Regions from separate parts of the Sus scrofa genome. Here region 2 is linked to region 1. Evidence: chromatin contacts called from public Hi-C data. All regions are on one chromosome and are shown on one strand. Each heading gives the region's core, a stretch centred on a gene start, on an enhancer-like site or on the middle of the called end of the contact. The rest is flanking DNA. Distances are from core to core; before and after follow the strand shown. Region 1 holds the start of LOC100519366 (cytochrome c oxidase subunit 6B1-like). Region 2 holds the start of SALL1 (sal-like protein 1).

Region 1 (2,700 bases), core at 105-2,604:
TTCCAGGAGACTTTTTGTTGATGCAATTAGGAAAGAAGTATTCACTTTCTTTTGGAGTGAATAAAATTGGAATTAGGTTTGGAGCCTCTGAATGGCAATTTTTCCACCAGTGGGGTGAGGGGTGGGGGTGCTGCTTGAGAATGAAGCCACAGAAGAGAGTGGAGCTGAGAGAGGGAGAGACATAGTCTCAATGAACTTGTTTGACAACCGGGTCCTGCCATGCCAGAAGCTATTACCACCTCTCGAAGATTTACATGAGCCAATACATTCTCAATTTTGTTTTTTTCTGAGAGTTGTTTGAATTTGGTTTTTGAGTAAATCAGATCAACTCAGATTTGTACATTAGGGTAACTTGGTAGCAGTTTGAAGGATGGAGTTGAGAGGGATAAGGCTAGAGGTAGGTACACCAAATAGGACACAATTGACTGACCTTAGAAAGAGGTATCAGGGAGCTATTACTATTAATAGCTATTTTGCAACCAGTCTCAAAATCTTAGTGGCACACAAGCATAAGCTTGTTCTTCTATGAGTCACTGTGGCTCAGGTGATGTAGGCTCCCTGAGGAGGGTTCACATGACAAAGAGCTGGATCACAAAAGGCGGAGTCCACCTGCTTATCCAGAGTCAAGTCCTCTATTATCCCAATGCCGACGGCAATTCACATGGCCAAGAGCAACAGCAACCAGATGGGGACAAGCCCTTTTCTCTTGGAGGCTGGGTGAGTGAATATTTGCTAAACAATAATCTACGCTGACACGAAAGGGATAAAGAGGACAAATTCAAGCAGCACATAAGGGGTAAAAATCAAACAGTTTTGGTGGTTGGTTCTTACATAGGGGTTTATAGAGAGCGAGGAGACAAGGTTTCTGCTTGGGTGACACGGCTGGTGAGGGTGCCACCACATACAAAAGGGATTCTGGGAGAAGGGACAGACTTAGGGGGAAGATGAGGAGTTGAGTTATGGAAAGGTTGAGTTTGAGATGCTCATAGGACAAAATAAAAATAATTACATAGCTTGGTGATGGATGTTATCTGACTTGTTGTGGTGATCACTTTGCAATTTACACAAATATTGAATGATTATGTTGTACACTTGAAACTAATATAATGTCATGTGCTAATTACATCTCAATTAAAAAATAATAGCAAACACTTACATCATTCTTACCATGTCCAGTTATTGTTCCAAATGCTTTACATATAGGACTCATTTAATCCTTTCAACCATCCTCTTTCTGCAAATTAAAACACAGAAGAATAAGTGATTTATCCTAGGGCTTTCAGCTTTCAAAGACAGAGCTGGAACATGTGCTCGGCAGTCTAGTTCCACAGGGTGAGACTTGAGGAATTCATTTGGGAGTCGTGGGGATCCTCTTGGATCCCTAGAGTTGGTATAAAGATTATTTTCCTTTTTAAATTTTATTTATTATTATTATTATTATTATTGTTCTTTGGTTTTTAGGGCCATGCTCATGGCATATGGAAGTTCCCAGGCTAGGGGTCTAATCAGAGCTATAGCTGCCGGCCTTATGCCACAGCCATAGCAACTCGGGATCCAAGCTGCACCTGTGACCTACACCACAGCTCACAGCAACGCCGCATCCCTGAACCACTGAGTGAGGCCAGGGATCAAACCCGCATCCTCATGGATACTAGTTGGATCCCCTTCCATTGTGCCACATCAGGAACTCCCTAAAGATTATTTTAAAGTGGAAACATTTGAGCACAGAAAATGCAGAAACAAATCTTTTGTGAATTTCCCTTAGCTGCCTGAATCAGAGTCATTACAAAATACAGCTGCCATTAAACCCCATCCAAGGGAGTTTCCTACGAATTTAGCTGCCAAAAAGACAGACTGTCCATTCTTATTAGCATCAAGAAGCCCAATGGAACCTTCCACACTCTCTCATTGAAGCCCTAAAAATTCCCCTTTTGTTAAATGGGTATTTACACCTTTCCTTTTGGCTATTACAAGAGTTTTCCATTACTAGGAGCTCCTACATGATCTGATGCGAAAATAAACTTAGTCTTTTCTCTTGTTCATCTGTTTTTTTTTTTTTTTTTTCTCAGTTAAATTGTCAGGCACCCGACTGTTAGACAAGAGCTGGAAGAGGAAAAATTTTCTTCCCAATCCTTTTGGTCATAAGGAAGGGATACTTGGGGCTCCTCACGCTCTGGCTGCTGCTGGGATCCCAGGGCCTCTCGCCATGCCAAAAAAGGTAAATATATTTCACTAGTCAGAATCCTGGATCTCTGCCAGGGTCCAGCCGAGCAAGGACAGTAAGAGCCTCTCCCTTGCCTTTTGGCACTTGATCTTAGCCAAAAGGCCGAGAAGTGATTCCCTTGCCTTTTTTGAAAACTGTTTTCCAAATTTTAGATTTACAGAAGAAAACTTTTTGCTAAACCCAGTTTTTCGGCTCTTGGGACTCTTGTTAGAGGTAGTCATCCTAGTCATCCTGTCTGTCTCTTGGGTTTTGTGTTGTGATGTCTGGAAGTGTTGTTTGTTTCCTGAGAGCTTGGCATTGGAAATTAAAGAGCATTCCCTTTTTTTTTTTTTTTTGTCTTTTCTTGCCATTTTCTAGGGCGCTTCCCGCGGCATATGGAGGTTCCCAGGCGAATCGGAGCTGTAGCCACCAGCCTACGTCACAGCCCCAGCAACTCAGGATCCAAGCCGCATCTTCCACCCACACCACAGCTCATG
Region 2 (2,700 bases), core at 80-2,579, 1.6 Mb after region 1:
GCAACACAGCAAGTAACGAACACGTGTGAAGCTCTGCCCGGGAGCTTCTCCCTGCGTACGCGCTGCGTACCGGGAGGAAGGGTTTGCGGGACAGCCAGCTAGGCTCGGTTCCCGGCAGCACACGGTGCCCGGGAGGCCCGGACTTTCAAGAAGCCAAGATTGTTAGGCGGGCGGCTCCAAACGCGGGCGTAAGCGGAGAAACGAACGTGCAAGTGCACCCTCTGAGAGAGGGTGGGCTGGGGTGTTTGTGAGGACCACAGTTTGCGGAGTGGGGGGGTTGGTTTTACACGTGCTCCTGCACACTTTCCCGGGGGTCTGGAGGAAAGCGAGCGGCTCGCACCCCAGGAGCACGCAGATTCATCTTTGCCGAGGGATCTCTTTAAATATTCAGTGAGAAATAATGGCATTTGAAGCACCACCTATGGAAACATTATTATCTTCATTCTTCAACATCAGCGCCACTGATGGCTTCGTTTGTCTTTTTATCAAAATCTACGGTAACCAACAGGACCTGGGGAGAAAGGGAGAGCGAGGTAGAGAGGGGGCGTGTGTGTGCGCGCGTGCGTGTGTGTGTGTAACCGAGCGAGGGCAAAAGAGAGGAAAAAATAGGGAGAAATGAAAAGGTGAAGAGAGGGCGAGCAAGGAGGAGAAAGGAGAAGTTAACCAAGAATAAAATTAGTCGGTAGGAGAAAAACAGAAACATTCACCCTCACACAAAATATTTAGATTAAAAAGGATAAAAAAGACAAAAAAGAAAAAACCCACTAAAGAAAGAGTCATGGGGGAGCGCAGTAGGGTCTAGAGGACCCGAAACTCTATTCAGAAGATTGATGCCCACTTCGCGCGAACCGACTGTGTAGCTCTCCAGACTCCAGGGCGCTCCCGAATTGGGGCGTCCTTATGAGCCCTCTCGTTTCCCGATAGCGAGATAGGGCAGGGATTGTGTATCTGCACCCCCCTCCTCCCCATTACTCAACCGAAGTTTAGTTTGTCCCTCGGGCGCAGGACTTCGGGAACCTTGGAGCGAGAAGACCCCGAGACTCGAGGGGAAGAGCTAGGCTGAGCCGAGGACTGAGCCTCAGGTTCGCGGGCGCCCAAGCCCAGAGGAGGGAGTGCGGGTCCAAGGCTCCCCATTCCGGGCGCGGGTGGGGAGGCTGCATCCCAGCCTGAGGAGATGGAGCTGGTGCGAAAAGTTTGGGCGCCGCGCTCGGCAAATGCCTGAGAGGTGGAGGCGAGCTTCTGCGGGGCCAAACAGCTGCGGACAGGGACCCCCACCCCCACCCCCGCCGCCCCTCTCACTCCCGGCTGGGCTCGGCCACCTCTTCTCCAAGAGCCTGGGGCGCGGCCCCCTCTCCCAGGGCGGGCAGCCCAGGGCTCCCAGTGACTGGCCTTGCCCGGAGCCGGCGAGGCAGGGCCGCGCCTCCCGAGGCCAGGGGAGGGTTGCAGCGCGCCGGGTGAGCGGCGGCCCCTCCCCTCCCCCCGGCTGGAGCTGAACTCGGATCCTAGGCCGGTCCCCGCTCTCCGCCCGCCCCCGGCTCCGCGGCGCCACAGCTGCCGCCGCCTCCCCGCGGAGTGACGCGCCCTGCAGCCAACCGGGGCAGCCGGGGGGGAGGTCCGGGAGGGGTCCTGGGCGGAGCCGGGCCGCCCCCTTATCCCACGGGTTCGGGGCCGCGTCTCCCGAAAACTTCAGCCCTAATTGTCCTGGGAATGTCCGAGGTAGAGAAAGGGGGCAAGCGAGAGCCTGGAGGACTGGGGCCCTTTGAGGCGAATCGGGGTGGCGGGAGAGCTGCCCTCCCCACCCCCCCGAGCCCCAAACCCATCACGTTCCCAAACCTTTCCTTGGTCCTCTTCTCCGCGCCCCCGCGAGCCCGCGATCCAGGGATGGAGAACTCGGGGCGGAGGAGCACCGAGCCAGGCGGCGAGAGGGAGGGAGGCCGGGCCGCGGGCGGGAGGCGGACCGGCGTGGGGCTGGCTCTTCCCCACTCGCTTTTTTTTTTTTTTTTTATGGGGGTGGGGGTGGGCTGCTTTCTGGTAGCTCTTAAAGAAACGAAGAAACACTCACGAAACGGGACTTCCTCCCCCCAAATCCCGCCACGGGACGCCCTCCCCCCGCAGGCCGGCGCGCCTAGCGCCGGAGTTGGGAAGTTCGCCGCTCGCCCGCAGCCCGGGTCCCCAGCCGCCGTCCGGCCCCACCCCCACCCCCTACCCCGAGAGGCTTAATTCCGGGGAGGGCATGCTAATTTGGGTCGGCCCAGCCTGGGATGGGGGGGGGGGAGCGAGGGCGGGAGGCGGGGGGCGCGGGCCGGGGCGCTGGGTGCGCAGAGGCGAGAAGGCAGGCCCCCGGCGGCCCGGCCGCGGAGTCCCGGGCGGTCGCGAAGAGGGTTAACCCAGTGTCGGGCGGCGCGGAGCGCAGAGCCAGCCCCGCGGCCGGCTTATTGGGCCAGCGCGCGGAGAGACAGGGGTCTGCAGCAAATCACGAACTAATTGATTAAGGCGAGCGGGTTTGAATAGCGCTGGCCCGGTGCCAATCGCCTTTCAAAGAGCCCCTCTATGATTAATCGCAATGCATTATTGATAATCATAATTATAGCAGGACACATGCGCGCTGCGCCCGGGGCCGGGGAGCCGGGGAGGGGGCGGGCGGGCCGGCGGGCGGGGGGAGCCGCCGCCGCCGCCGCCGCTCGATTTCCGTAATTTTGA

The links. Hi-C and Micro-C count contacts between places; a contact is called where the count stands out from the background.
Region 2: a Hi-C map of liver shows a contact between it and region 1, with 12 times the contacts expected there. The contact joins the promoter of SALL1 here to the promoter of LOC100519366 in region 1. A contact is called at or near these places in 2 of 47 Hi-C or Micro-C datasets (embryonic fibroblasts and liver).

Annotation. Positions count from the first base shown.
Region 1 is chr6:32,084,818-32,087,517 of Sscrofa11.1, forward strand. LOC100519366 (cytochrome c oxidase subunit 6B1-like) reads right to left here and starts at 1,355. Exons shown (of 4, transcript XM_021094176.1): 1 at 1-1,355.
Region 2 is chr6:33,730,337-33,733,036 of Sscrofa11.1, forward strand. SALL1 (sal-like protein 1) reads left to right here and starts at 1,330. Exons shown (of 4, transcript XM_003126987.4): 1 at 1,330-1,716. It overlaps LOC110260963 (a long non-coding RNA gene), which reads left to right. Exons shown (of 2, transcript XR_002344613.1): 2 at 1-12.